Regions from separate parts of the Pan troglodytes genome. Here region 2 is linked to region 1. The links are chromatin contacts, called in public HiChIP or PLAC-seq maps. All regions are on one chromosome and are shown on one strand. Each heading gives the region's core, a stretch centred on a gene start, on an enhancer-like site or on the middle of the called end of the contact. The rest is flanking DNA. Distances are from core to core; before and after follow the strand shown. Region 1 holds the start of STAU2 (staufen double-stranded RNA binding protein 2). Region 2 holds the start of ELOC (elongin C).

Region 1 (3,258 bases), core at 617-3,116:
TCTATCTGCTCAAGCAGTTCTTAACCCTTTGGAGTGGGGATGGGGGTAAAGGGACATCACAGCAAATATGGACCCTTACCAAAGAAAATTATTCACAAATGCAAAATTCTACACACATTTCCAAAGACTTCCAGAATCCCACGGCCATTACCCCCACCGCCTCCCTAAGAATCCCAGAGTGGCGTGCTTCTCAATGGCCTCTGCGGAGCACCCCCAGCCCCCAAGCCACAGCCCCCGGCTCGACCCCGAAGAGACTAGAGTTCCTGCTCTCACACAGCGGATTCCGTAACTGAGCTTTGTCTCCTCGCCCAACTCCCTTCACCCCGGCAAGGTCACTACCGCCAACTACCCCTTTAAGCCGAGCCATCACGGTAGGAGTTCGTAACAGCCACAGCAGAACTTGCCTGTCATCGGATATATTTTGTCCCCTCGGCCCCACCTACCCTCCCCATTTCGGCAAGTTACGTCTTTACCACTAGCCCATTCTACAGAAATAGCTGCCGCCGCCACCCTCCGGCGCGCCCCGGCCCCGCCGCTCCGCCTCCAGCGCCCCCAGGCCCATTTCCCGCAGACCCTCCCCGGGCCGCCCTCCCCTGCTCTACTCTAGGCGCTCCCTCTCCCTCGCAGCCACACCGTGGCTGCACTCGCCGTCCTCTCTTCCGGCCGCTACCACCCCGGCCCCCTAGAACCCCAGCCTCCCGCGCCCGCAGCCGCGTTCCTGCCTCCCCCACCTCCGCACCCCGACTTGGCCCGGCCTCCTCGCCTTCCTCCCGGCTCCTCCCCTCAGGACACCTGTGTCGTCCCACCCCCTCCACCACACACGCACCCCCCACCCCAATTCCTTCGCCTCCCGGTCCTCCCTCCCCCGCCGGTCTCCCCTCCCCGCTGCTGCCCCGAGAGCCCGATGTGGGAGGGAAGGCGCGGGGGAGGGGAGGCCGCGAAGGGGGCTGCTCTTCTCCGGGTTCCCCGTGCTGCGGAACTGCAGGGCTCCCCAGCGCCCTCTGCCTTCCTCGCCGGCGGCGCGGAAGTCGGGGTCTCCCGGGCGCCCCCGATGAGGGTATTTACCTTCTTGCCGGGGACACTTTGCAGACGGCTCCAACATTGGCAAACACTACAGAGAACTGACCCCGCTCGGCCGCCGCCGGCTTCCACCCCTCGGGCTCCCCGCCCCCCGCCTCCGCCCGCCTCCGCCCGCCTCCCCGGCGCTCCCGCCGCGCCCTCCCGCGCTCGCGCCGCGCGCCCCCGCCTGCGCAGCTGCTCCCGCGCCCCAGCACGCCCGGCCGGCGCGCGCGCCCGGCACCGGCTCTACCTCCACTCTGCCTCCCGCCGGCCCGCGACCAAGCGCGGCCATTGTTCGCGACGCAGCTCCCGCCCCCTGGCGGCTGCCGGGCCCCAGCAGCTGCAGGCTCTGCGGGGCTAGCGGCGGTGAGCTGGGCCCCTGGGCGAGGGCCATTCCCGGGGGGCTTGGGCACGCGGGCGAGCGACTGCGCAAGGAGCGCGCCCGGTCCGCAGTCTCCTCGTCCCCGGCGCGACTCCCCGCCCCCTCGTCTGCCAAGGGTGGGCCTGGGGCAGCCCCTTCCACACCTGCAACTCGGCAACTTCCTTCCCCGCCCGACTGACCGTCTGTTCTTTCTGGTCCGCACCCCGTGCTCTGATTCCCCGCTCGTACCTTTCCCAGGCTCTCTGGCTGCCCCTCTGTGCTGTGCAGGGGACGCGCGACCATCCCGCGTCTGCTCCGGCCGCCGCTGTGCGACGCACGGTTTAGCGGATCTTGCACCTTTCTAGACGGGGGAGGGGGCGGGGAGGAGGTTGCTTCACCGTCTCGCCCAGCAAACACCAGGGATCCGTGATCACCTGCTCGCCAGACCTCCTCTTCTACCGAAAATATTAGTCACATGAAAAAGAATCCTTGGAGCCAAAAATGAGAACCATTGAAAACAATGCCCTGAATCCTAGATTTATGAGGCAAGAGTGCCAGAAAACAGAAATTACGTCTTGATTCGTCCTGGTTTTGATGTGGATTACTTTTGTCTAGATAACTTCAACCCAGTTAAGCTCGATGAAACTGAACACTTCGTTTAGTAACCGGCACCAAAAATAATCTGACAAAGAAATTTCGAAATAGAACTATTAGTGTGTTTTCACAAACTTACTCGTTTGCAACGTTATTTCTAGGGTTTCTTCCCAGTGTCACTTCTCTGACTGAGAAATGTCTCCCAGGCCGGTGATTTCAGTCATCATCTAAAACCAATCTCATGTCTGCACCTGGGAAGGTAGTGTGTGTCCTGGTTAACAGCAAGGGCGCCAGAGTCAGATAACCAAGGCTGGATATCCGCTTGCTAACTGGTGAGGAGACCACGGGCATGTTACTTATCCTGTGCATCAAGAGGAGACTACATGTGATAGATAGTTCGTATTTAAATGTGACAATACATATGAAGCCCTTTAAATAGGACCGGGCAAGTAGTACCTCTCCTGGTACAATGTTAGCTACAGCTATATTTTTCCTCCCAGAACTCCTTCCTATGCTCCTTTCCCCTCTTTTCACCTCTGCCAGTTCCCTCGGATTTAACATGTTGCATCCTCCATAAATTTGCTGTGCTCCTTCTAGAGGCTTACGCACCCAGTCAGCATTCTAATACAGTCATGCCTTACCTAGCCACAAGGATATGTTCTGAGGAACGTGTCATTAAGCGATTTTTGTTGTTTTGCGCACATCATAGCGTGTTCTTAACGCAAACCTAGGTAGTCTAGCCAACTACTCGCTTTGGCTATATGGTATATAGCTATTGCGCGTAGGCTGCAAACCTGTACAGTGTGTTACTGTACTAATACTGTAGGCAATTGCAACACAAGGGTATTTGTACCTAAACATAGAAAACCTACAGTAAAAGAACTATATAATTTTTTTTTTTTTTGAGACGGAGTCTCGCTCTGTCACCCAGGCTGGAATGCAGTAGCACAATCTCAGCTCACTGCAACCTCCACCTTCCGAGTTCAAGCAATTCTCCTGCCTCAGCCTCCCTGGTAGCTGGGATTATAGGCACATGTCACCACGTCCAGCTAATTTTTGTATTTTTAGTAGAGACGGGGTTTGACCATGTTGGCCACGCTGGTCTCGAACTCTTGACCTCAAGTGATTCCCCGCCGGCCCCCCCCCCCCGCCCCTCCCCGCCACCTCGGCCTCCCAAAGTGCTGGGATTACAGGCGCCCGGCTTAAAGAACTGTATAATCTTATGGGACCACCGTTGTATATGC
Region 2 (3,431 bases), core at 185-2,684, 220 kb after region 1:
CTGAATAGAAAAGGAAACAACTTTCGGGGATCAAAAAGCAAATATGGAGCCAAGCGCGGTGGCTCACGCCTGTAATCGTAGCTCTTTGGGAGGTGGAGGCGGGCGGATCACCAGAGCTCAGGAGTCCAGCCTGACCAACATGGTGAAACCCCATCTCTACTAAAAAAAAAAAAAAAAACAAAATTAGCCGGCAGTGGCGGTGCGCGCCTGTAATCCCAGCTGCTCCAGAGGCTGAGGCAGGAGAATGGCTTGAACCCCGGATGCGGAGGTTGCAGTGAGCCGAGATCAAGTCACTGCACTCCAGCCTCAGGACAGAGCGAGACTCCGTCTCAAAAAAAAAAAAAAAAAAAAAAAAAGAAAAGAAAAAGAAAAAAAAGCAAATATGGCAGTTAAAAAGTGAGAAAGTGAGGTTTTAAGACACTAAAGAATTTCAAGGCCAGGCGCGGTGGCTCACGCCTGTAACCCCAGCACTTTGGGAGGCCGACGGGGGCGGATCACTTGAGGTCAGGAGTTCCACACCAGCCTGGCCAACATGTCGAAACCCCGTCTCTACTAATAATAGATTAGTCAGGCGTGGTGGCATGCGCCTTGGTCCCAGCTACGTGGGAGGCTGAGGCAGGAGAATCACTTGAACCTGGGAGGCAGAGGTTGCAGCAAGCTGAAAACGAACCACTGCACTCTAGCCTGGGCAACAAGAGCAAGTCTGTCTCCCCCGGCCCCCTAAAAAAGAATTTCGGTTTTCTACACTAAAAGCAATGTGGAGTAGAAATGCTCACTCTAAATGGCACAAACTCCACAGTTATATGTTACTCAACAGATCTCAGTTCCTTAAGAGAAACTCAATGGGCACAGTATTTCACACTAGATACCTCCTTTCAGACAAGACTGGACGGGCAGTAGATGCACGATACCCCCAACTCATGAAGTCGAGCATAGAATCACCCAACAAGTTACCCAGAAGATAAACTTCTCGGGTACTGCAGCTAGAAGAAGCGAGAGACCTCTCCCTGGGCTAGGGACTGACTTCAAGAAAAGAACTAATCTGAGCGGACACGAGGAACAAGCAGAAAGGAAAAGCGACAGGGCTACCATGCTCCTAACTCCACCCTCCCGCGCTCAGCCCGGAGAATGCCCAGTCTCGCTGGCTGCTGCCCCTCCTTCCACCTCTTTCCAAACCCACCGAGCGGCGCCAGGAAAGGTCCCGCCGCCCTCTTCTCCCCTCCCCCAAACTAGGGGCTGGGGAGGCCCAAGGAGGTTAACAGCTTCCGTTCCTTCCCCGCCCAGAAGGGAAGGGGTGGGAAGTGGGATTGCGAGCTCGTCCAGTCTCGGCCTCCCTCGCCCTCCACCCTTACCCGGAGCTCCGTTTCCGCCCCAGCCCGAGACTCACTCGTCAGTCCCGCAGCCACCGCAGCCGGGTCCCCGCGTACTGCCACAGCCCCTATCCCAGGGCCGCCCCCCCACCCCCAGCTGCCTGCTCCGGTGGGTTCCGGGGCAGTCGAAAGAATTACTTCCGCTGGGTCAGAGCCGCTTTCTGCGACGCGCGGGAGATCCGTACCTGGTGAGGCGAGGACGCAGAGTGTGTCGCTCACTTCCGTCTGGAGGTAGTGCGTAGCGCCCTACTCTTTTCCCCTATAGTAGGCCAGCCTATGAACGCAACCGGCAAATTTTGACCAATCCGAGTCTAGCTCTTCTGGATTCCCAGCATGCAGCGCAGACCCTGATCCAATTGCTGTAAAGACGCGTCCTTAGAGAGGCTCTCGGGAGTCCGAGAGAGCACTGCATTCTGGGATTTGTAGTTTCTCTGGTGGATACCGTCGGCGTTGGGACCGAGGCATCCCTGCATCCTGGGACTTGTAGTTTCTCGCACTGCGTGTTAATATTTTGGTGGTTTCAGAGACTGTCTGTACCTCTCATTTAGGGTTACGCCTGGAGGTGGGAGACTGCTGAGGAAAGATTGAAACGTGGGAGGGCGGTTTCTTTGCTAACGAGATCGTACTCTTTATGAAGCAGCATCTGTCCCTGGTGAAAAGTTGCTGTGCGTGCTGAAGAGCCAGCACAGCAACGACTAGCGCAATCGGCTGGCCTCATTTCCTCTCTTCCCGGTAGAATTCAATGTTAACTGAAAACTAACCACGTCCCCCACTCCACCCGCGAGGGTCCTGCCTTTGCCTCTGGGTTAGCTCAGCTGTCCTGGATCCCGAGCTCACGCACAGAAAATCCAGGCGCCTGCCAACACCGTTACTCAGTTTTTGGGAACTTCTTTCTCATTCCACGCCCCGCTTCCCACCCCCCGCGTTTCCTATGGTAAGATATACAGACACCTTTCCAGGAAGGCTGAAACAGCTAAATAAAGTTCACCTTCTACTGTTTTCCAGGAGTGTGGCATGAAGAGAATGTATGTAGGGCCAAGACAACATTACAAGGTGCTCAACGAGGCACTTTGTGTGCTCAAAAAATAGATAACAGGCTATCTAGAGTTTGTTGAACTGAGGACTTGCCAGAAAGGCTTTTTTTTTGTTTAATTTAGTTGATTTGGTAGATAAAAGACATTGGTTTTTTATAATTAGTTGCAATAATCAAGGAGATTGTCTTGGATAATTTTTTAAAGCCTTTACAGAAATCAGAACAAAGATTTTTTGGCTGTAATGGTAGCTCGAAGTAGAGTTTGGTGGGGAGGACAGGCATGGAGGTGCAGATGAGGAGGCTGTAGGCCCCTTTTCTTTTCTCTTCTCTTTTCTTTCCTTCTTTTTTATTGAGAGGGTGTCTCGCTCTGTCTCCCAGGCTGGCGTGCAGTGGCGCAATCTCGGCTCACTGCAGCCTCCACCTCCCAGGCCCAAGCAATTCTCGTGCCTCAGCCCCCTGAGTAGCTGGGATTACGGGTGTGCTCCACCACGCCGGGCGACTTTTTTCTGTGTTTTTAGTGAAGACGGGGTTTCACCATGTTGGCCAGGCTGGTCTCAAACTCCTGACCACAAGTGATCCGCCCACCTTGGCCTCCCAAAGTGCTGGGATTACAGCCGTGAGCCACTGCGCGCGGCCTAAAAACATCCTTAAAATCATTCTAAAATCCCATTAGTTTATATTTAACAAATGTCTCTAACTTACTGGAACTGGAAAATCCATCTAACATAAATAACAATTCTATGTAAATCTATGGTACAGAGTTTTCAGACTATAATCTGATTTTATCTATTTAGAAATTTTGAGAAATAGATCAAACAAAAGTTTTTATTTTCATTTACTTACAGTATTTGTAGGGGGAACAGCTTTACAGAAGATAAAAAATTTGAGTTCTCTCAATATAGTTAAGAAAAACATTTTTATGTGAAAATTTTATATATATCAGCAAAATAATAGAGTGAATATTGATTGTGAGTGAATTACCCTAAACAGAAGAGTCTTTAAAATGTAAATAGGCCAGGTGTGGTAGC

What was found. HiChIP or PLAC-seq counts read pairs in DNA pulled down with a chosen protein or histone mark.
Region 2: a contact with region 1 is called in an H3K4me3 HiChIP or PLAC-seq map of stem cell-derived excitatory neurons, with 5 times the contacts expected there. The contact joins the promoter of ELOC here to the promoter of STAU2 in region 1. A contact is called at or near these places in 1 of 7 Hi-C or Micro-C datasets (stem cell-derived neural progenitor cells) and 1 of 1 datasets of contacts at active chromatin or transcription factors (stem cell-derived excitatory neurons).

The regions. Positions count from the first base shown.
Region 1 is chr7:82,399,449-82,402,706 of NHGRI_mPanTro3-v2.0_pri, forward strand. It overlaps STAU2 (staufen double-stranded RNA binding protein 2), which reads right to left and starts at 1,867. Exons shown (of 12, transcript XM_054656829.2): 1 at 1,670-1,867. The coding sequence starts at 1,723. The region is part of intron 6 of UBE2W (ubiquitin conjugating enzyme E2 W); the gene reads right to left.
Region 2 is chr7:82,624,865-82,628,295 of NHGRI_mPanTro3-v2.0_pri, forward strand. It overlaps ELOC (elongin C), which reads right to left and starts at 1,435. Exons shown (of 4, transcript NM_001252005.1): 1 at 1,388-1,435.